6 separate regions of the Mus musculus genome follow, and all the other regions are linked to region 1. Evidence: chromatin contacts called from public Hi-C, HiChIP or PLAC-seq and promoter capture Hi-C data. All regions are on one chromosome and are shown on one strand. Each heading gives the region's core, a stretch centred on a gene start, on an enhancer-like site or on the middle of the called end of the contact. The rest is flanking DNA. Distances are from core to core; before and after follow the strand shown. Region 1 holds the start of Fggy (FGGY carbohydrate kinase domain containing). Region 2 holds the start of Hook1 (hook microtubule tethering protein 1). Region 3 has its middle 4.8 kb from the start of Gm12708. Region 4 overlaps Fggy (FGGY carbohydrate kinase domain containing). Region 5 overlaps Fggy (FGGY carbohydrate kinase domain containing). Region 6 has its middle 25 kb from the start of Gm32240.

Region 1 (3,565 bases), core at 435-2,934:
ATTTCCCATAGTCCCTGAGGCAGCAGACACATTCCGTTCTGGGATAGGTTAAGGAAGAGCTGGGGCAATGCATAATAGGTATTAAGCATCCGACCGTTTGCACAACATTTCTGTGATGTAGTTTCAGATGGTTCTGTAGTAGAGGTCAGTCACCTGATTTCTAGTGCTAGTTGAGCTGTGGGGTCTTTTGGACTCAGCCTGGTCTGGTGTACACAGCATTAGGGACTCACTTTCTTTCACCGTGTTTCTTTCCTCTGTGTGCCTTTTATCCCAAGGTCCTTTTATTGTTTAAAATGGCTGCTGGAGGCCCAGCCACAACACTATTTTTGCTACTGGTCATATGCTATTTAAGAGGACTCAAATAAAAACTCAAATACAGCAAAGACGAGAAACAGCTATCCACAAAGGCCAACACACTAGTTTATGTTTAGCAACGAGGAGACCTTTCAGGTTCCCACCCAAGCCATAGACTGTGAGGCAACAGGCGCGTTGCATTTCTGGGATACATTAAGGAAGAGCTGAGCCAATGTAGCATGTGTATTAAGCATCCAAACTTTTGCAAAACATATACATGTCTGGTACTTAATTTGTTCTTCATAGTGCTCCGGAAAGAAAGACAACCAGGTCTTAATATTATAATTCCCGTTGTATGCTTGGTCCACATGACTAAGTAACAGATCTGAGACTGTGCAGACAATTTTTTGAATAGCTGGAAATGCAATCATAGTGTAGATCTTAACAGTTAGGTTCTTAACTGTCCGGATGCTGAGACCCTTTATAATAGTTCCTCAGGTTGTTGTGACCCAACCATAAAATTATATTTTTTGTTACTTCACATATCTACTTTTGCTATTGTTATGAATCATAATGTAAATATCTGATATAGGTCACCAAAGAAGGTTGAACACTGCTTGTGTAGAGGAAAATAAATCCAAACCAAGACCTCCAGGAGAGTGCAGGACTAATCCTGTGGCCTCAGCCTCACCGAGTTCTTACCTGGATGACGGAGAGAGATCGATCACTCGTTTACTCTCAGGTCATGTGGATACTAGTCTTAACATAATAAACACACTAGGTCTGACTAAGGAAGTCTCTGTTATCGAGAAGGGTTGGTTTTCGCAACCTTGGAATAGTCCCCAGGAAAAGAAAAAAGAAAAAAAAGAAAAAAAAAAAGCCAAACCGGTTTTGGACTCTCAGTATCTAGCGATGAGGGTACCGAGAGTCCATGTAGCTTACTGGTATGTCAACTTCTCAAAGGCAGGGGTCATCTATCTTTTAGATTTACGGTGTCGTCTCTACCTCAAAGCCTCGACCACAGCATAAAGTGTGAGAGTTCCTGAAAAGCACCAGGTATAAAGGGTTCAAGGAATTGAAGCCCATAGCAATCCTGGTGCTCAGCCGAGGGCGATTTAACAGGAAATATCCACCACATACTGTAGGTTGGCTAGGTTAGCTGGCGCTCAGAGGGGATTGCTTAGATTGAGCCGTCTCTGTTGCCTGGGCATCTTTAAAATCCAGGCAGCGAAAGGATTTTGAAATGCAAACCCAAGACTTACAGTACAGTGGGGAGGAGCAGGGCTCACAAGTACTGGCCATTCACGGTGCCCGTTTCAAAGGACCAATCAGGTTGCTCCTTACAAGGGTTGCTGGAGGGGCTGGACTGAAGCGGGCGGAGTCACAGCTTGTTTGGACCGCCCTGCTGGGTGCGGTGCGGCTGTGCATGGTGGCCTGCTGGCCTGCTAGCTAGAATGTGATTTCATATTGGACAAGTAAGTGACCCTCCCAGGGGTTCTTGCAGGCACGCAGGCTCTTAGCCAGCTCCCCCCAAAAGCTTCTCTAGCCTGCTAAATGTTTCCCTCCTTCACCTTTGGGTCTCACAGCCAGGCCACTGGTTGGCCTTTCAGTTTCTTGTGTATTCTGGGTGAGGTGTCTTGCCCAAGGGAGAGGCCTTTACTGCATCCCAATGACTGCCCTACAGATGTCTGGGGCCTAAGGCCCTATCTCTCTGAGTAGTGTACAGTTAATTAAATAAAGTGTTTTTTCTTTCTCCCAGAAAAGAGAATTTTGCAATGCACCCCCGCCCCGCACCCCAATTTGGGGACAATTCTCTAAACATTTTAAGTCGTTGATTTCAAGTTTGGCAATGTAAAAGCGTTTCAAGGCTGGTGCTGTTTAAGGCTATAGAAGCTGAGCATCTGGAGATAGTGTTTGGTGCGTACTTCAGTTTAAATGGGATAATGCCATCTGTCTTGTTACAGGGCTGCAGGCCAGGAAGGGTATAGGGGGATCTTTCCATGTTTATGAACTTCATGACCATTTCAGGATGGAGACACACACTGTGGGGGAACTCCTCTGTCACTGGTCCATTCACTGGAGCACTGCTTACATTTTAGCTCGAATTTCTTCTCCTAGTTAAAGGGCAAACTGTGGCCAAGTTTGACTCTTTTTTGATCAAGTGTGTGTGTGTCAATTCAAAAGGTCCCATTGGATTGTGCTTTTAGGGAGCAAATCCATAAGGAAGAATTAAAGTCTGAGTTTGTGGCTGGATTTGTAGATTTGTCTTTTGTTTCATTTTCTTGTCCTTTTTAAAGGGTTTCCCGTCTTTACTGTGAGCTATGTGAGTCCTGATGTTTCTCTTTTCTGTTGCTAGCTGGGGGTGCTGCTAGTCTGTCTTCTGGAGTCTCCTTCTAATGCAGCTGTCATGCTTGGTCTTGACTTAAAGGCTTCTGCCCTGGCTGTATGAATAAGAGCCCCAGAGGACTGCTCCTGACTGATGGGGTCTGGGGTGGAAAATAGGGGATGAGGAGGGCCTATGGATGATTTTTTTTGAGGGGGGGGGGTGGCTTAGGATTAGGAAGTCAAAGTTTGCAAGTAAGGAGGAGGGAATAACCCAGTTGGTGGAGCACTGTGTTTCTGGGAAGGGTGCCAGGTTCTTATCCAGGCTCTCATGAATTTTGCTGGGCTTTGTCTTCTGGAATTTAGTTCTTTTTCTATAACCTTTATCTAAAAACTACAGCCAATTATTAGCCTTTTTAAGGACGACGACGACAACAACAACAACAACAACAACAACAACACCAGGTTGGGGAAAGCCCCGTCTTTAAACTCCCAGCCAGAAGGGGAGTCTGACATAGTTCTTTGTCTGGATTGTGCCATAGAGATCATTTAACTCTTGAGATGATCGCAGGCAGAGAGGTGTTCTCAGCCAGGGTAGTTAGTAGCAGCCCCATGTAGTAGTGACTGACATACAATTAACTGTATATTTTAGATTCCATTTGCTGAGATTTTAAGCATTCCAGCATCATTGATGATAATGGGTTTTGATTTGTAATTTTCCTTTCTTGTATTTTCTGAGTTATATTTTCTGACTAATATTGGCCTTAAAGAATCAGTTAGGGAGTATTTTTACGCGTGTGCACGCATGCGCATGCACACACACACACACACACACACACACACACACACACACACACATTTTCTCTCTAGTGGTTAGTAGAACTCACTAGCAAAGTCATCTGGGCCTGAAGCTGTATGTGAGGAATGCCAGCGACAAAGCCATTTGATC
Region 2 (3,565 bases), core at 620-3,119, 410 kb after region 1:
AACATATAATTGATCAATCAATACTTGTAATTGATTTGCAATATGTTACTTCAGTAATTTCTGTGACTGAATTTGTGATGATTTCACAAATGGAAGTATAGAATTATTCCAAAAATGGAATTATGGGTTTAGATAATATGGTTAATGTAAAGTTCTTTGGAGTTGGAGAGATGGCTCAAAGTTAAGGGGACTGCTATTCTTACAAAGGACCAGAGTTCTGTTCCTAGTCCCTAAAGTAGGCTACACAAAACTGCCTGTAAGTCCAGCTCCAAAGGATTTGATGCCCTCTTCTGGCCTTCAAGGGAACCTGCACACATGTTGCAGACACACAGGAATAAAAATAAAAATGTATCTTTAAATTTTCCCAATAAATATGCCAAACTTCCCTTGAATTTTTGCTTTAGATTTATATTCATTTCACACTTGTCAGAATTAGTCTTTTTTTTTTTTTTTTTGCTGTTTTTCAGTAATGTGATTTTCTAACTTTTCAAATTGGAAAGAATTGAAATTTTAGTAGGTCACTTATCTGTGGGTCTCAGTGATAAACGTGCTTTAAAGAGTGTGTGGTTATAGTAATTCACATTGCAAAGTTTACAATTCCCAACTTACATTATTTTCATAATATGTGCTTATATTTTAGCCAGAGATATCTTTAGAAATGTAGAGGCTGTGGTCTCTACCCGTAACATTGAGAGCAACGCGGGTGGTGGTGGGGGGGGGGGAGGGCGGGGGTTGGGAGAGAGTCACAATACCGACTCTTCAATTCTTTAGGCCTATAGTTTTCATGAAGTTTCATTAGTATTTATTGTGTCTAGAATACACTTTAGCAAAATTGTGAGGTTGCGTCGAAAATGCCCTCACTGTATTTTTAAAATGAAACTGATTTATAACAGGGGGTTTATAATTTATTGTCCAACAGTTTTGCTCAACGTTTAAATATAAAAATCACAGAGAGTTAAGCGAACCAGCTGCCTCTTAATACAGAGTATGAATTGATGGATTAATGAATGAGTGAAGTGGTGAGAACCAAGAGTTAGAATAATATTGTAGCCCCTTCCAATAATGACACAATTTATCATGTTGGATTGCCACTTTCCAGATTTTATGGACCATGCCACCAACATCCTCAGTGGACACATCATTATTATTATTTTTTAACATAGAAACGAGCAGGTAGGGTACACAGATACAGCCTATGCTTTTTGAACACTATTTAATTTTGCTATCTAAAAACGGCCTTCCCCTTTGCCCCATTTAAAATGAAATCAGCCACAACCTGTGATTCTGTGAGGGCTTCTTTGACTTAGGCAGCATGGAGGTCTGTTTTTTCCTTAGGAAACACGTTTCTTGGTCACGTGGTTCCTCTTGCTTTGGGGGTTTCAATTCCTGAGCACTGTGGTGGGGAATGAGAAGAGGCTGGAGGCTGAGAGTGGGTCTGTACTAGTGCTAACCAGGAGAAATGGAAGGTTGGCCTCTGAGCCCTCCACTACCTTTGGCCACTCTAGCTCGCGCAGGCGCGCTCTCCTTCCTACCCCCAGCCCCGCCCTCATTGCACCTGCCAGGTCATAAACCTCCGCCCACCCACACCCGCTTCGCCTGGCGGTCCGGGCTTACCCCTCCTTGATTGGCCAAGAGTCTCTGGAGCGCGTCCAATCAGCAGCCCTCCTGTGCGACCTATTCCCGCTCCTCCCGCCCTGCCGGCCTCGCTGGTGCCCAGCTTCTTTGTGACTGGTGCTCGCAGAGGTCACTCAGCGTGCGGTGTGCGATCGGCGGGCGGGGCCGGCTCAGGTGCCGGGACGCGGGACAGACGCGGTGGGCGAGGGGGCGGTCGCGCCGCGACGTCTGCGCCGTGAGGCTTCGCGCGTGAGTGGCGCGGGCGCCAGGCCTGGCCGCCGAGCTCCAGTGGCGGGCGCGGAGGTCGTTGACGCGGGCCCGGTCGGAGGCGCGTCCGTCGCTGTGAGCGCGGCGTCGAGGTTCTCGGACCATGGAGGACCCGCAGCCGCTGCCACAGTCCGAGCTGCCGCTGTGTGACAGCCTCATCATCTGGGTGAGTGTAGTTCCACGCTTGCCAGCGAGGCCACCTGCGGGGCGAGCGGAGCACGGAGCCTCCGGCTGCCACGTACACCTCCTCCGCAACCCTTCCGTCCCAGCCTCTGAGAGCTCCGCCTCGCACAGGTGACCAGGAGGCGCTGGCAGCCTCGGTTCCCAGATTGCTGTCCTTTTGGGCCCACACAGCACCCATGGCGGTGTAGACACAGCTGAGAGAGATGGCCAAATTACCTTTGATGTGGGAGCTCTTTTTCATTTTTTCCCCCTCTTCCTCCCCTTCCCATCTTAATACCTTTCTTTTTTTAAAGTAAAAAAGAATTGGCTTTTTTTGTTTACGCTTGATCCATGTGCAGGATTTTTTTAGCGCAGATTGCCTCAGTCCTCATTTTTTCCCAGTATTCCGGTGAGCCAAATGGTTTCTAACCTGTTGGAATTTCCTAGATATGACAGAACTGCCGTCCAGGTGTGATTTCTAGGCCTTTATTGTGCTAGGATAGTGTTTGATGCCCTACAGTTGGGTGTTGATAGCGCTGATGGCTCAACTCAGTTGTATAATTGTGAAGAGAGTCTGATTGGAATGTAAGTAGACTGGATCAGGAGGATTACATCCTCCAAGAGATTGACTGGCCATCTTCTAATACTAGCAAATCCAAAGGACAAATAGGGAAGATCTCTATGAGTGTTTGAAATTTGTAGTCACTTTTGCACTTTAGACTTTGATAACATGTTTTAAGTAGAATGTAGTTAGGATCTCAGGGTTAAAGCGTTTAGCTCACTGTAGACCTGCATGTTTATTTAAATTACTATTTAGGTTTAGATATTGTATTTAAGATTGTTAGGAAAGAAGGCAGTATTACTTTAATGATCCCATTTGTTTAAAAACAAATGTCTAATCATAGGGTGTATTCAGGTCTGCAATTTTGTGCTCTGATCATCTGACTGAGATGGTAAACTGGGTTCTTTATGATGTCACTGACTTCCCTATGAGGTCACATGGAGTTCAAGAGTTTCTTAAACTATACTGCAATATTTCCAAGTGCTATGACCATATCCTTTCTTAAAGCAGTATTTTGACTTCCTACTTTGTGCTGGCCTCACAGGAATTAGTTTAACTAGCAGAGTTGTGTATCATTACAATGAAAGGCAAAGTTCCCCAAGATCTAGAGAGAGAGAGAGAAAGAGAGAGAGAGAAACAGAGAGAGAGAGGGAGAGACACACAGAGAGAGAGAGAATGAACCAGATAAGGATTCATAGACAATAGAGGGTGAGAGGGTGGTTGGTTAGCTCTTGCTAATTGGCTCCTGCAGTGATCTCCCAGGCTGTTGTACACTGGAGAAAATTGAATGGCTGAAAATCAGTTATTGCTTCTAATCATGGCGGTAGATGCACTGTTCTCCCTGACACTGTCCAGCTTGGTGATGGGGAAGGACATGGTGGTTCTGATTCTTTTTAGGACGCTTCATTGATGCCCTGCTTGGCTCTTCTTGGAACCGAATTTTGACTTTCAGGCACAATA
Region 3 (3,565 bases), core at 289-2,788, 370 kb before region 1:
CTATCCAGCAGGCATATGTAGAAAGTGCAGCTGTCCACCGGGTCCTGAATATATACTGTGTATGTCTGTTATGAGGCACGAGAGAGTGGACACAGCTTCTCAAAGTGTCGTCTTGGGAGCACAACAGATCAAGGAGCCCCAGGGAACTTCTGAGATTATTATTACTGAATAGAAATGGAAAGAAGTTCCAACTTGTGTTTCTGTCCCTCTTGGTAGCTGTCATGTGTAACTTTATGTACCTTTTCCATAATGACTGCTTTTCAAGCCGTCCACTGTGAAGGAAGGTAGGCCTACACACACATGCACACACACATTTCCTTGGGGTCTTTTATTGTATATATCTCTGTTTGAACATAAAAAAAAATCACTCTCTCCAAACTCTTCTGTTAAAATGTATACCCCAGGAAGCTGTAATTCACTTAAACACAGGATTGTTACACCTTCCCCCAGATCCCTGTTGTCCCAGGAAGACCAGCATCACTCCATCTGGTGCTCTTTGACCCCGGCTCTGGGGATTTTTACCTTTACAGAGATTCATCCACCCACACTCAGAGCCACACCTGGGTTATATCTTGGAAAGCTTCATTCCACCCATGATGTCTCAAATAACAAGGTCCCATTCCCTGACCCTTGGTCCTATCTTTCAAAGCTCACTGGATTGGCTCTTTGACCATCTCCTGCTTTCCAGGCTCCTGCATCCATCTTCCTTTCCCTCTTAGACTTTAAGATCTCCTAGGCTTCTTAATCTTGGAGATCACCGAAGCTTCCCCCCACAGCAGTGAAAGGTGAACGTACAGCATGAGCAAGCAAGGAGCTGTATGTAAATGAGCCATTTCTGTTCATTTGTCTTTGCATCATGACCTTTCTCTTCCTGACCTAGGCACCTACCTTCCAGGGACACACAAACATGAATGAGTCTGTGTAAATATGGTTGGCCGGGTACCTGGACCAGAGTAATTGCTACTGAAACACAAGTTCTTACTCTCATCGTGAAATGATCGTAGGGGCCACACATGTTACCTTGTAATGTGTCTGAATACTTCTCTGGTGAATCGAGATTCCAAATGCTGTCTTCACCCCATCTCAGTTTCCCCAAAATTTTTTTGTCTAAATTTATCTGCAGTTTTCCTGTCTGATTAATTTTTCTTCTGGATTCAGAACCAGTTGGGTTCTGTCTCTTGACCTCAGGAATTAGAGTGCAGAAGTTGGACCAGCAAAGATTAAACATTCACTCACTTATCCACTCACTCATGCATGCCTCCCTTCTAAATAGGAAGGGATCTAAAGAACAGTGAGTTGAAGATTGAGACCGGAAGAGTCAACTAGGTCAGACCTAGTTTTCTTTTCCAAATGAATGCACCTCATCTCTTGCTATTGCTCACCTATCTAAGTATATCCAGCAACAAAGATGTGAAAGTAGGAAGGCTGGGCTGCTGCTGCTGAATCAGGCCATTTTGTCACCATCCTTGGTTATAGGGAGGAGAGTACCAGAGATGAGTCACTGGTGGCTGTCTTCTGAGGAGATAATGAAGCAAAGCCAGAGTGACTTATATTGCAGCCACAGACAGACAGACCGATAATGGCATTTCTTTCCTCCAGACAGTCTCCTCAGCGGCTGCTGATGACTAAACCTCCCCACCCACCTCATGGGTGTGGCTTGTAGGTAGCTTAGCACCCAGGGTTGATGTACGTGACATTAGGGGAAAAGTCACAGGTACTTGCAGATATGAGTCTCAGGGAATTTTCCCCTGAACCCTTTACCTGTCAGTCAGGTACATATGTCTTTTACAGGCTCAATAGCCACCCATTCCATTTTTGAGAAATTGACTTGGAGACAAAACAGGCTCCTGTTGACAGGGCTGTGAAGAGAAAAAACAGATGGACCATTCTAGGATAGTCCAGTAATCCCAGCTGATGATCTGAGGAACTTTGTGGCCCATGTCAAAGTGGCTTGCCTATTAAGTACTGTAGGTGTAGGTACAATACCCACTTGCAACCAAAGAGAGAAATCGGGTTTGCATAGAGTACTGAGATATTTGCCTTTTCACTAATATAGTTGTAAGATATAAATTTATATATTTGCCTTCCTAAGGAAAAGGAGTCTACAAAAACAAAAGTGTTGAAGGCTGTGAAACCAGAACACAGCTCTGCCTGGTCATCTCCTGGGTCTGGTCTCCCTTCTATTGAACTTAGCTCCTGACAGCTTCGACACCATTTCATCCCCAGGTCCTTGGGAATTCTTCTGGAACCATCCTTTACTTACACAGCAAGCTGCCTGCCTGTGCAGTGTAGAGCACACAGAATTCCCAGGGCTACATTCAGCATCCTAACCTTCTACCGGTTTCCACTTTGAGCTGTTCTCCGCCCCATCACGACCAGCTCTCTCTGGTCAGAAACAATGCAGCCCACATGCATTGTTCCTGGGACAGGCTGAGTGAATCTTGTGTGCCGGTGGGTCTTTGTACACCCAGGGTCACTTTGCTTCAAAGGTACCATTCCCCTTCCTGCCCACAGGCCCTCATTTACAGTGTGGCTACTTAATTGGATAGATCCCTGTACAAACTAACACTCTGAGGTCCTTGTTCAAATATCATCAGGATGGCTGAGCAGAGCATCCTACCATGTGTGTAGCTTTCTGCGCTCAGAGCCCTCTGTATGACTGCGCACATCATGAGCCTCTCAGGCTAGAAGCCAGGGTCTGGACCCACCATTCCTTTTCCCACCTCACCTCAAATATCATCTGCCTTTCTCTCCCAAACAAATGGTGGCAAGGCATGACGTGTGGTGCATCTCAGAGCCAACTCATGCTGCCATTGGTATATCTTTATTTTGCAGATGGGCAAGTTGATGCAAGCTGTCATTTGAACTGAGTTTCCGAATACATGGCTTGAATTCCCACTGCCTGGGCTCTGAGCCAATCTGAACTGGTTCTTTTCTTTCATCTGTCCTCTTACCTCTGAAGATCCCAGGCCCCATCCTTTCTTACTGATCTCTGACTGTCCATCCCTCCAATACTTCCAGTTTCCAGTTCCCCAACAGGCCCAAAACTTCTATCCCAGAGTAGCTTTGGGATTCCCAGGAAAACGTTAAGTTGAAACACTCTTTCCCTTAATCACCTGGAAATTATTGGTCATTATCATTTTCACACTCAATTTCCTGAGAGTCCCACACTCAGTTACTCTGGTACCTGGATAGCCTTTATTCTCTGCTGATCCCTGGTCTCCCCTAACCATTTCCCCTCCTCACTGTGACACCCCAGTCATCCTGCCCTTCAGAAATAATGGCCGGACTCTGTTTTCCTTCCTAAAGTTCCTCTGTGTTTCCCACTGTCCCCAGATCCTTACCCAGGCACCCAAGACTCTACCTACTGCTTGCTAAGATACCTCTCAGGAGGCAGAGGCAGGCGGATTTCTGAGTTCGAGGCCAGTCTGGTCTGCAAAGTGAGTTCCAGGGCAGCCAGGGCTACACAGAGAAACCCTGTCTCGAAAAACCAAAACCAACCAACCAAACAAACAAAACCAAAAACCAAACAAACAAGAAAGATACCTCTCAAGTGAACACAGCT
Region 4 (3,565 bases), core at 285-2,784, 370 kb after region 1:
CTTTTATGTTCACATCAAAGGACCAGCTGGCATTCTCCTACCCTTTATATATTTCTTGGCACTGAAGGCTAGAAAATCCCCCATGTTTAAATGCCAAGTCAACAAAAATATTTATTTATTTATTTATCTATTGAGTGCTTGCTATATTTAAAGCATGAACTGAGCTCTGGGAAGGATGCAGAGAGCGATGAGGCACTACTAGATTTATACAGAGAGATGATTTTAAGTTAACATGAATAAATTCTTCCATAGAAATGCCAGCAGGCAACAACATAACCGGAAGAAGGAATAACTGGGACCATGCATGGAGAAAGGAAAATTTTAGAGGAAGACCATGTCTCCGCTGACTTTAAATGTTTAAAAGTCATTTCCAAACAGGCCAAAGTAGAGAAGAACATTCTTGGTAGAGGAAATAATCTATGCAAAGGGTCAGCTTTTATACTGAGATCACTACAATCAGAACACAAGGTGAGATGAGGAAGTGAGGCAGGCAGAAGTCAGCCCATGAAGCCCCTGGAGCCATGCCAAAGACCCCTGGGGTCAGAGTTTTAAGCAGTGATGAGACCTGATCAAATGGACAGTTTGAAAGTTTAGTCATACAGAATTGGTTCGTGAGAGCTAAGGCTAGAAGTCAGGAGGCTCTATCGAAGGCTTTTGGAGCAGCCCACATTAGCAATCAGGGTCACTATGAAATCACTGAAGATGAAGGAGCAAGTCCCGGAGGAAAGCACTTGGTGTTAAAACTTAAAGTCTTACCATGTCACTTTCCTTATATGTCTCAAAGGTCCATTATTTGAGAACTTGAAATGCTTACTAAAATGACAGTCTAGACTCATTTTATTGTCTCCAAATGGAATCAGGCTATTAAAGACCCTGCATGTGAAGCCCTCTCTGACTGCCTAGCTCAGAGGAGCAGCATGGGTATAGGAAACTCAACCCAGCAACAGAGATGCCCCTCCCAGTGAATGGAGAAGCTGTGGAGGGTGTCCACTAGAGGGTGCCTGAACTATGCCGTTTGTTTGAAAGGAGAAGCAGTTTATTCCCCTTCATCTCTTTTGTGACCTTCTCAAGACTTTTCAGGGAAGTGTTTTTAAGTTCATTCTCAGAAAAAAAAAAAATCCATGTGCTTTCTCCCCCACCCCCCTGCCAGGGGTAATTATTATTTTTTAATTTAAATTATAGATTTTTATTAGATATTTTCTCCATTTACATTTCAAATGCTATTCCTAAAGTCCCCTATACCCTCCCCTGCCCTGCTCCCCTACTCACCCACTCCCACTTCTTGGCCCTGGAGTTCCCCTATACTGAGGCACATAAAGTTTGCAAGACCAAGGGGCCTCTCTTCCCAATGATGGCCGACTAGGCCATCTTCTGCTACATATGCCGCTAGAGACACGAGCTCCGGGGTACTGGTTAGTTCATATTGTTGTCCCACTTATAGGGTTGCAGATCCCTTCAGCTCATGCTTTCTTTGAAGACTGTGGTGTCTTGATGGCAGCTGGCAGGGTTTCCATGAAGCAAATGCACAGTGCTGTGCCGCCATCTGCAGGCAGCACAAAGATTGCAACTAGAAAGCCAGACCCCATTTCCTCTTCCTGTCTCTTGGCTTCAAATCTCATTAACTTTATATTTTCTTGGTCCCGAGCCACAGACAATCAATTGTTTGAGAGGAGGGGAATTTAGGAGATAACTCAGCTGGCTGGCTGTATGTGAATTTAATGTCTAATAAAGTAACTGTAGTTCAGTAAGCAAATTGTTACAATGATTCCAATTATTCAACCTGGAAAGGGTGAATCGTGGGTTCCTGTTGAGTGAAAAAAGACATTTGCAAGAAGACAAATGGTATTCCAATGAATGGAGTTTCAGTAGAATTGTTACCTTAAAATCCTTGCTGTGTGAGAGAGGCTGCTGAGCAAAGCCCCCTTTAAGAGTTTTGCGATAACAAAGTTAGAAACCCATCTCACCCCACAGAAGAATTGCACCGCCTTGTATTGTCATAGAATATCATTAGAAGCAGAAAATATTTCTAAAAGCCATTCTCTGACTGAGAATTGAATTCTTTGGAGCGGGGTTTAGCAGCATCTCACAATCGTAGATTGAGTATAATAGTAGAATATGGATTATTTCAAAGCAATAACTCATACTTACATTATTTATTTGAATCAGTCATTGTTCTCATTCATTTCACATATTGCTTAATCCTCACAACATTTCTGCAGTATATCCTGTAACTATCTCGATTTGCAGGTGAGGAAATTTATGCATAGATGGGTTTTGTAGGCATGGGTTGTGTAATTCAAGTCCTGGCCTCAAATCCCCTTCTCAGCCATGGTTTGGCCCCATCACAGTTCCGACATCACTCTTCTAGAATGCTTAAGGTTGAAATATGGAACAAGCACAAATTTCTGTGCACTCCCAGATTTTCTCATACTCTTATTCCCCATCCCAATTCACAATGGTTAACATCCCTTATAAGGGTCATTGTCAGAACATTCCAGAGTCTACCAAATAATGTTGAATTGGATTCATCCACCCCATTAAAGAGAGTAAAGACAGAGTTTTAAAAGTTATGATGCTCCGTACTATTGCTATCCTTGTGGCATGGTGATGCCTAAGCAGACCCAGTCTTACAGCCAAGAGTGGTTCTAACAGGTCTCACCTAAAGAGTCTGATGGAGAAGGCTGGTTAGCAGGGTCACTACCAGACACTGAGGGTAGAGCCAGGTGCAGGGAGATGTTGGTCTCGTTTCTACAGAGTTTACCCTAGATAAACCGTTGGATAAGCCAAACACCTGGATAAGGCTGTCTGCCAAAGTCACTGATATGTGGAAATCACAAAGGGGATTAAAGTGCTCATTCTTAAATCTGGCCAAGGTGCTGTTTTCACCTGTGGCTAGTCACGCCAGACAGATGTATTTAAGCTTGGGATCAGAAGGGGTCTGTGCTAAGCCTGAGCCATTCAGTACATGCAGGGGAGGCTCAGAAGCCACTGCTTTCTAAGCACGAATCCCACCTCAGCTACACTTCAGGCTATTCCACTTTGGATGCACCTTGCTGATAAAACACCTACATGTCAAGCATGCATCTTGCAGAACTGCATGTCATTTATACACAATAGATATGAAGCATAATAACCCCTTTGCTTCATACACTAAAAACTTAGATTTCCGTCTGAACATAACAGATACATTCCCATCCTTCTAAATTAGGGGGAAGGCACACAACAGCTTTGTTTTGCCAGTGTTTAATGTGTTCCTTTTTGTACCCCCCAGATATTATGACAAGAAATATCAAGTGTTTCTGAGAATGGTTGAGCACCAGAAGGAGTATTCAGCAATCATGAATGGAAGCTGAACATACCTGTCCGTACAGACGCTGTGCCATTCACTGGGGCCCTCTGTGTGTTCATCTTATGCTCAGTGCCCCTTGGGTATAATTTTGGCATTCCTGTCTTATTATCTAATAAAAACTTCGAGCAGGCAAACACAACTGGAGTCACTTATGTCTGTGTCTGGATGTGTAATAGTTGGTGGTTTCTAGGGTGCTTTCCTGGTAGCAGTAGCTCT
Region 5 (3,565 bases), core at 312-2,811, 340 kb after region 1:
ATCCGGTGTTACTTCAGCCCATGCCCTTCAACCTTTCTGTTTCCTCCTTGAATAGATACATGCTCTGCAACATCATCTGTTAGAGCCTGTGTGTCCTTGGAATCTCAGTGCAGGCATGATATCCATGAGGACCGTGGGCATGCAGAAACATACAGTAGGAAACCTCCAGGAATGCCACGCTCCTCATCTGGATTCTCAGAGCCCCATAACAGCCCCTTGGGCTAGGAGATTTCCATCTCTCCACCTGGTGTGGGTTGCTTTTCTAAGGAGGCAGAAAGGGTCTCAGGAGACAGCTATGGGATCACCTTTGCTGTGCTATTCTTCCTCATACTGATAAGCAGAGTGGACAAGAAGGCTGGTTATAGGAACAGTTCTTATCTTGCCCCTGTCACTTACCTGACAGAGTTCTTGGTAACTTAGCAGACTAATAATATGTTCTTTGTACATAAACTAAGTTGAATATTTCTTCCCAAGCTGCAAATAGCCTAACCAGTCTATCAAGTCAAATCCCAACTCATTGCTGAAAGAATCCATTGTTGTTTTGAGTTTTAATATCTGATGTGCAGGACAGTGTAAAGAACCTTTCAAGTAATTGGGTGATGTTTACACACACACACACACACACACACACACACACACACATATTACTTTCTGCACAAAGGTCCTGGACCCCAGAGCGTTTCTTTTCCGCTTATCAGACCACTGAGGTAAGGGTTAAGCCATTCTCCTCCTTTGGCTGACATCTGGGCCCCACTGGATGCTGCCCAGCTCTCCTCAGCTGAGAAGGATCTACAGCCAAAACTCAAGTCCCAGCCTTTGTAGCGGGCAATCTCCTGGCCATCTGTGAGCATGTCAGCTCTCTCCAGCAAGGGATCCTTCACATTATGGCATTTTCCCCAGTGACTCCACATTAGGGAGCATTTGTGGATGCTTGCTTTATGCACAGCAATATTAATATTCACTCCATCCTTACCAGGCAAACCTTGCTCCTACTTTAGAGAAGACAAAGCTTAGAAAAATTAAAAAGCCTGCCTAGGCTAGTAGAATAGGCAAGTCTCAAACCAGGTCTTCCCAGAGTTCTTGCCTCCACACTCAGCTCAGATCTGGAGGTATTGTAGGGAAGGAATTGAAATGGCTTTGTAAAAACAGGAAGTACAACTCAGCCTGTATTGTTCCAGTATCACAAAATGCACAGCATGAGATTCCCCTAGGACCTCTCCCCTTCACAAGCCTGTGTTCAGGAGCTGAAAGTGGGGAAAGCCTATCCCAGGACTTAAAACACTGATCTGTGAGTCCCAGAACAAAGAGATCAGGACAGCAGGCATGGGGAGGGTCGAACACATACCTAATTCTGAGCATTTACAACTGAGGAGGGGAGCCAGCTCTGGGGTTTCCTGCTTCTTTCCACAGATCTTTCAAAGTAGATTAACCCTCTCTGTAAGGAAAAAAACCTACCTCTTTGAGAACATTAATTTTGTTCTCATCTAGAAGCCATGCTGAGCTACACTAGAGGTAATGGCATGTAAAAAAAAAATGTTCCCAGAGACACTCCCAGCTGAACACACAAAGAATCTGGTCCCCAAGGAACAGTATAAGGATTGTCTGAAGGACTCGACATTGGTGAGATTACAGAAATCATAATATATGAATAAATGAACATATGGAAGAAATCAGGAAAGCCCTCCCATTCTTCCCATATGTAAACCTGGCCTTCAAGTAAAGTCCTTAAGTAAATGCAGATGTAGCCAAACCAGGGACCAGATGGCAAACAAGCACTGGACCAAGAGGTAAAGAAAGCTTTCCATGTTTATTCAAAGATGGGGGAAGTCATAATCCAGAATGCTGTGGTGTTCTCAGAAGGGTGACCTCAGGTCACATACACCCAACCAAGGCACAGTACAACCAAAACAACATTGACAGAGTTTATAACAATTGTGATTTGCTGTAGAAAAGCCACTACCATCTTACGTGACCAGAATCTGATGTCAAAAGTTGTACGTTTGGGACATGAAAGCAATGGTTGTACATTTGGGACATGAAAGCAATGTTTAGAGCAGAGGAGCAGGACTAGAGGGGCAGGAAAGCAGCAGCATTGGCCTTTGCTCGGCATTCACATGTGCCGGCAGCTTTGATGCTTGGTCTCCTTTAATTCTCTTACCTATGCACCAGGTATTGGGAAAATTCTGTAAAGGCATTTTAAATGGATCAAGAGATGTTAGGTCCCTAGATCCTACCTAAGCAGTGCCTTTGTCACTCTTCCGGTGTTACTTCAGCCCATGTCCTTCAACCTCAGTCTGTTTCCTCCTTGGATAGATACATGCTCTGCAACATCATCTCTTAGTGCCTGTGCGTCCTTGGAATCTCAGTGCACCTGGGGATGCTCACCTAGCTATCACTAGTACTTCCTGGGTTCTGCCCACATTCTCAGCTTCGTAGTTCATGTTCTTAGAATGAATACAATTTGACAAGGAAGACAGGTCCCTGAAGACTCTGGTTAGGGTCTGCCATATCCTCTCTACCCTTCCTGCCCAAACCAGAAGAACTAGGGGGACAATTTTAGCTACCCAGGTACTGCCTTGAGATTAAAGCAAACATACTGTGAGGTACGGAGTAGAACATGACTCTGTTTTCACCTTCTTCACAGCCTGCTGAGTCCTGGCTTCTCAGTGTTCAGGAGTTTACACATTGAACGAAGGAAGTTCTGGTAGTGCTTCACCTTCAGGTACATGCTTAAATGAGCATTAAGGTACCCTTCCCTTGCCATTCCACTAAATCACTGTATGTGGAGCAGTAGGTAGAAAGTGCTGTCAAGCTTGTCAGGCCTGCTTCCTGACGTTATGACTAAGCCTGCTGCCTCAAGAAAACCATGGCATTCTTTGGGTCTTGGCGTGCTTGACTCTAAAGGGCTGAAGGATTTCCTGAGAATCATTTTGGTTTCATCTCTTCCCACTCATCTGTCCTCTTTCATGTGTGCATTCATTCTGAATGTCATCTGTTTCCCCATCACTCTTAACCCTGGACCAGGATGAGAGACTGCACATGAAGCATAAGGCAGACTTCTGTAACTACATGTCAATCACCAGCACGCAGGGCGGGCACCCTTATTCTTGTTGTCTACTTGGGGTTGGCCATTAGGAGACACAAGCAGAAAGCTAGAGTTGTTGTTGTTGTTATTATTATTATTATTATTATTATTATTATTATTATTATTCCAGCATCCTCTGCAGGGTTACTATAAGTTGGCTGCATCCATTTACTGCCTCACCTACTACAGAGGTAGTCTCATGCAGACAAGTATCTCTGTGTGGTGGGAACCTGTTTTCTCTCCCTTCACTTCTTCAAACTAAGAGGTACAAACGGTTCCCTACTGTTCCTGGTCTACAAATTCTTATTTCCTTTCATAATCCACTCTTTCTCGTTTATTTTTAATTTCAGTTTGCTTTATTTTAATATGCATGTGCCACGGCACACATGTGAATGTCAGAGGACAACTTTCAGGAGTCAGTTCTCTCCTTCAGTCATGTGGATCCTGGAGACTGAACTCAGGTTGTTAGCCTTGGTGGCA
Region 6 (3,565 bases), core at 540-3,039, 320 kb before region 1:
TTCCAAATCTTCTCTCCTGGGCTTGCTGAGAAATTTACCACCACCTCCTCAGATTAGCCTCAGAGAAACTCCACTGGACGACATTTTCAGACATGCCACCCAAAGACATCTGGAATGTTCAGTTTCTGGAGCTTCCATCCAAGTGAGCCTCTTGCCTGTGAGTTGACAGTTTCCAGGTCCACCTATACATCTGCTTTGCACAGCTCAGTTGAACCCCTGGATGATGGATGGGAGCTGGTTTCGTTGGTCTTCCTCTTTAGGGAGCCAACCCTTTGACTAGGCACCAATTGGATGCTTAGTAAATACACTGGTTCTCCATGCCAGGACCCTTCTGTGTGTTAGCTCATATAACCAGAGAGGTAGGTTTTATCATCCCCTTGTGTGTGGCAGGGAACTTGAGACTCACAAAACATATATTGTTTGTTGGTTCTTTAAAAATAAATTTGTCTCCTGAGTATGAAATAGGCAGGGTATTTTTGTGACAACTTGATGCAAAAGTAACACATTTATTTGTGTTTCCAAATCAGATAAATGTCTCCTATTTGATGGGAAGTCTCATTTTAGTGATATAGGGTACAGTTGCCCCAGACTCTAGGGGCTCATGAGGAATGAAGTTTAGATAAAGGTTTGTCTTTGGTTTCAGAGATAAAATGTCTTAGATTAGAAGGTGTTATTAATAAAATCTTTAGAGATCCTCACCACACAAGTCACTTTTGGAGAGGACCTTAGTGAAATGTCCACACAGCCATATTAAATCAAGAAAAATATAGTAATATGACCCCAGTGAACATAGGATTCGTTACCTTGTACTCCCATGTGTGATCTTATTTAGTAAGCTGCATGTCAGTGGGCGTGGTGTGTGTGTCTGTGTGTCTGTGTGTGTAAGTATGTATGCATGTGTACAATTTATTTATTTATTTATTTATTTATTTATTTATTTATTTTTCTTTTTATATGCATGAGTGTTTGTCTGTACTAAGCCTGCGCACCAAGAGAGTTACACAGAGGTCAGAAAAGACATTGTATCCCCTGAAATTTTAGTGATAGACAGTTGTGATCTACCACACAGGTACCGAGAATTGAACCTGGGTCTTCTGGAAGAGCACCCGTGGTCTGAACTATTAAGCCATATCTCCAGCCCTGTGGGGTTTGTATTAGAGGAAGCTCTGCAAATTGCATATACTTTAGCCCCACACCACAACCCTGCATGTGTTCTCACTGGGCTTCATTCTAAAGTGACAATCTCTGTCTGTACAGGCCATGGTCATACTTTCTGGCAGCACAGCACTGACTTTTCCTAGGAAGTTTTCTTTTCTCATTCAGATATCTTTCCTTCTAAGACTGTGGTGTGCATAGAAGAAGGATGAGGATGCCCACCGCAGGAAACAGCTACCACCATTTTTTTTTTGTTTGTTTGTTTTTTGTTTGTTTTTGTTGTTTTTTAGTACTTTGCAGGATCTCTACTGCTGGGTTATTTATTTATTTATTTATTTATTCATTTATATTATATATATATAAGTACACTGTAGTGGTCTTAAGACACACCACAAGAGGGCATCAGATCTCATTACAGATGGTTGTGAGCCACCATGTGGTTTCTGGGAATTGAACTCAGGATCTCTGGAAGAGTCAGTGCTCTTAACCACTAAGCCATCTCTCAAGACCCCTCTGCTAGATCCCTTTTGACTTGAGTTCCATCCCTGACTCTCTCTCCCCACCCTAGAATCCTCAGTTCTTCTTTTAGGGAAGCAGAAAGGGGATGCGAAGGACTGCTTAGCTCTTCAGAAGGACATGGTTGGCCTCTCTTCTCTTGGGGACATGGAAATGGTACTCCCATCTCATCCCACAACGTAGACAACAAAACCAACCCACAAGCTCTACTTCCTGGCACCACAGCATAGGGTGCTTTGAAAGCACCATTCATTCTATGCTGAGCTGCTGCTGCTAGGATTGTGGTTACACCCCTAGCTTTAGTTGAAGACTGAGGAGCTTAAGAGTAGAAAGGGACTGGGTGTGGCTCTGCTCTTGGCCTGAGACCATCGCTGGAATTTTCTCCTACATGGAGTGCTAAGAGTGAAGGAAAGTTGACCAGTTCTTGAAGGGGCTGTTCTTGACTTAAGCATTTCTTCTCATAATAGAAGTGAATGGAAAAGCCATGATTGAGTGGGCTTCCAAAGTAGATGACCCTCTGTGTGCCACAAGCAGGACACAAGTCAAAGGCAGCAGGGGACCAACATGCATGGGGCTTGTGCTTGCTTTTATTCTCATACAGGAAACTCAAAATAAGAGTCCTTGATATTCCCCAGAGCAAGAGTACCCTGCTCCTTCCTGGAGCCAAGTAAACAGGACTTTTGGCCTGTTAAGTGGTGGACACTGCTGACACATGGGTCATGGCCTGGCTGGCATTAAGGGACAGGACAGCAGGAAGTAGCCTAGATTAGGACCCACCCTGGCCTCTGGACTTGAGTCTATGAGGAAACACCTGTGCCAGGACAACCTGTCTTGGACACTTGGAAACTCTATCTCAGCTCAAAAAACAGGCATAGCCTTTGCCCTGGTAATTTGGTCTCTAAGGGAACAGTGAGAAGAGATCATTGCTGATGTATCTAATGACCTGTGCTCAGCGATGGCCAATGTAGTGTTGATCATAAGAAAAAAATGAAGCAACAGAAATATCTAGCAATGGTATATATTAGGATACATATAGTACATCTATGCAACAGAAAAGTCTTCATCATTAACAATCGAGTGGTAAAGGATTATCTATGGGAATGGAATGCCTTAGATGTTGTGTCAAGTGGGAAAAAAACATACAATAGTAGGGATGATCTGCCCCAACTATATAACTATATATAATGATGACATTTATTGGACATTTACAATGTATCAAGCATGGCTCTAAGCATTTAAAACACAATAATACGTTTTACTCATGTTGTCAAGATTATGAAGAAGGTATTTTTATTATCTGTTTCCTTACAAGGAGGTTGACATATGTTCAGTCCTGTAAGATCTTGGTAATGAGTGGCAGAACCTGAGTGTGAACAAGGCTGTGTCGCCTGATGGCCACCTATAAAGCACTGGACTGGCCATCCTCCTTCTCACTGTATGAGCGTCCATGTGTGTGTGTGTAGATATTTCCCCCTTTCTCTGTCTTAGAGGATTCACACCCCAATGTTAGCTGGGTTTTAAGTACTCCCCTTCCAGGGCAAATTAAGGGAAATATTTCCCTAAGAGTGAACATTGCAGCCTATATGGATTGTGGACTACATCAGCATCTTGGTTGGAGAGACCTGATGCTCCTGAGCTCCTGAGCAGCCACAGGCAGCAGCACCCTAATTCTTTTAGCTCCAACTTGGTGCCAGTGCAGTTATGCCACATCCTGAGGCTTCTGTGGTGAACAGAGTAAGGGACACAAAGCCAATTCTGGGCTAAGACTTTCACCCTAGTGGGGGAGGTAGGGAGGGGACCAGCAATAAAGAGCCAAGAAAAATATCATCTGGAGTTCAGGGCTGGGCGGAAGGGTGCAACTGGAATGGAACCATGGGGGTGGGGCCATGTGCTT

Evidence for each region. Promoter capture Hi-C pulls out the DNA fragments that hold promoters and counts their contacts. HiChIP or PLAC-seq counts read pairs in DNA pulled down with a chosen protein or histone mark. A called contact is a pair of places that touch in the nucleus more often than the background predicts.
Region 2: a contact with region 1 is called in a Hi-C map of B cells, with 10 read pairs. The contact joins the promoter of Hook1 here to the promoter of Fggy in region 1. A contact is called at or near these places in 2 of 484 Hi-C or Micro-C datasets (B cells and Sertoli cells) and 1 of 115 datasets of contacts at active chromatin or transcription factors (embryonic stem cells).
Region 3: a contact with region 1 is called in a Hi-C map of bone marrow-derived macrophages, with 20 read pairs. The contact joins the enhancer-like site here to the promoter of Fggy in region 1. A contact is called at or near these places in 13 of 39 promoter capture datasets (the 3T3-L1 cell line, the C10 cell line, cranial neural crest and 9 more), 1 of 484 Hi-C or Micro-C datasets (bone marrow-derived macrophages), 2 of 115 datasets of contacts at active chromatin or transcription factors (both in bone marrow-derived macrophages) and 3 of 9 other capture datasets (adipose tissue, macrophages and pancreatic islet).
Region 4: a contact with region 1 is called in a promoter capture Hi-C map of the C10 cell line, with 4 times the contacts expected there. The contact joins the enhancer-like site here to the promoter of Fggy in region 1. A contact is called at or near these places in 10 of 39 promoter capture datasets (the 3T3-L1 cell line, 3T3-L1-derived adipocytes, the C10 cell line and 5 more), 3 of 484 Hi-C or Micro-C datasets (bone marrow-derived macrophages and muscle stem cells), 1 of 115 datasets of contacts at active chromatin or transcription factors (astrocytes) and 2 of 9 other capture datasets (embryonic stem cells and macrophages).
Region 5: a promoter capture Hi-C map of second pharyngeal arch cranial neural crest shows a contact between it and region 1. The contact joins the enhancer-like site here to the promoter of Fggy in region 1. A contact is called at or near these places in 9 of 39 promoter capture datasets (the C10 cell line, cranial neural crest, frontonasal cranial neural crest and 6 more), 1 of 484 Hi-C or Micro-C datasets (bone marrow-derived macrophages), 1 of 115 datasets of contacts at active chromatin or transcription factors (bone marrow-derived macrophages) and 1 of 9 other capture datasets (macrophages).
Region 6: a contact with region 1 is called in a CTCF HiChIP or PLAC-seq map of CD8 T cells, with 7 read pairs. The contact joins the enhancer-like site here to the promoter of Fggy in region 1. A contact is called at or near these places in 4 of 39 promoter capture datasets (the 3T3-L1 cell line, the C10 cell line, cranial neural crest and 1 more), 2 of 15 datasets of contacts at CTCF or cohesin (CD8 T cells and the NIH/3T3 cell line), 1 of 484 Hi-C or Micro-C datasets (the HPC-7 cell line) and 1 of 115 datasets of contacts at active chromatin or transcription factors (the 230-238 cell line).

Annotation. Positions count from the first base shown.
Region 1 is chr4:95,555,823-95,559,387 of GRCm38.p6, forward strand. Fggy (FGGY carbohydrate kinase domain containing) reads left to right here and starts at 1,685. Exons shown (of 16, transcript NM_001113412.1): 1 at 1,685-1,769. Gm40206 (a long non-coding RNA gene) reads right to left here and starts at 1,544. Exons shown (of 2, transcript XR_867942.1): 1 at 997-1,544.
Region 2 is chr4:95,965,510-95,969,074 of GRCm38.p6, forward strand. Hook1 (hook microtubule tethering protein 1) reads left to right here and starts at 1,870. Exons shown (of 22, transcript NM_030014.2): 1 at 1,870-2,047. The coding sequence starts at 1,985. It overlaps 9530080O11Rik (RIKEN cDNA 9530080O11 gene), which reads right to left and starts at 2,146. Exons shown (of 2, transcript NR_045776.1): 1 at 1,615-2,146.
Region 3 is chr4:95,186,738-95,190,302 of GRCm38.p6, forward strand. No RefSeq gene overlaps it. Among named protein-coding and RNA genes, the nearest start is that of Gm12708, 4.8 kb to the right of the region's middle. Within about 2 kb of position 1,539, at least 31 of the 459 cell types and tissues checked have an H3K27ac peak or open chromatin away from gene starts, as enhancers often do. A contact at or near this core is called in bone marrow-derived macrophages, where this site is marked.
Region 4 is chr4:95,923,452-95,927,016 of GRCm38.p6, forward strand. It overlaps Fggy (FGGY carbohydrate kinase domain containing), which reads left to right. Exons shown (of 16, transcript NM_001113412.1): 16 at 3,272-3,488. The coding sequence ends at 3,353. Among named protein-coding and RNA genes, the nearest start is that of Hook1, 42 kb to the right of the region's middle. Within about 2 kb of position 1,535, at least 21 of the 459 cell types and tissues checked have an H3K27ac peak or open chromatin away from gene starts, as enhancers often do.
Region 5 is chr4:95,899,335-95,902,899 of GRCm38.p6, forward strand. All of the region lies in intron 14 of Fggy (FGGY carbohydrate kinase domain containing), which reads left to right. Among named protein-coding and RNA genes, the nearest start is that of Hook1, 66 kb to the right of the region's middle. Within about 2 kb of position 1,562, at least 27 of the 459 cell types and tissues checked have an H3K27ac peak or open chromatin away from gene starts, as enhancers often do. A contact at or near this core is called in second pharyngeal arch cranial neural crest, where this site is marked.
Region 6 is chr4:95,230,847-95,234,411 of GRCm38.p6, forward strand. No RefSeq gene overlaps it. Among named protein-coding and RNA genes, the nearest start is that of Gm32240, 25 kb to the left of the region's middle. Within about 2 kb of position 1,790, at least 18 of the 459 cell types and tissues checked have an H3K27ac peak or open chromatin away from gene starts, as enhancers often do. A contact at or near this core is called in CD8 T cells, where this site is marked.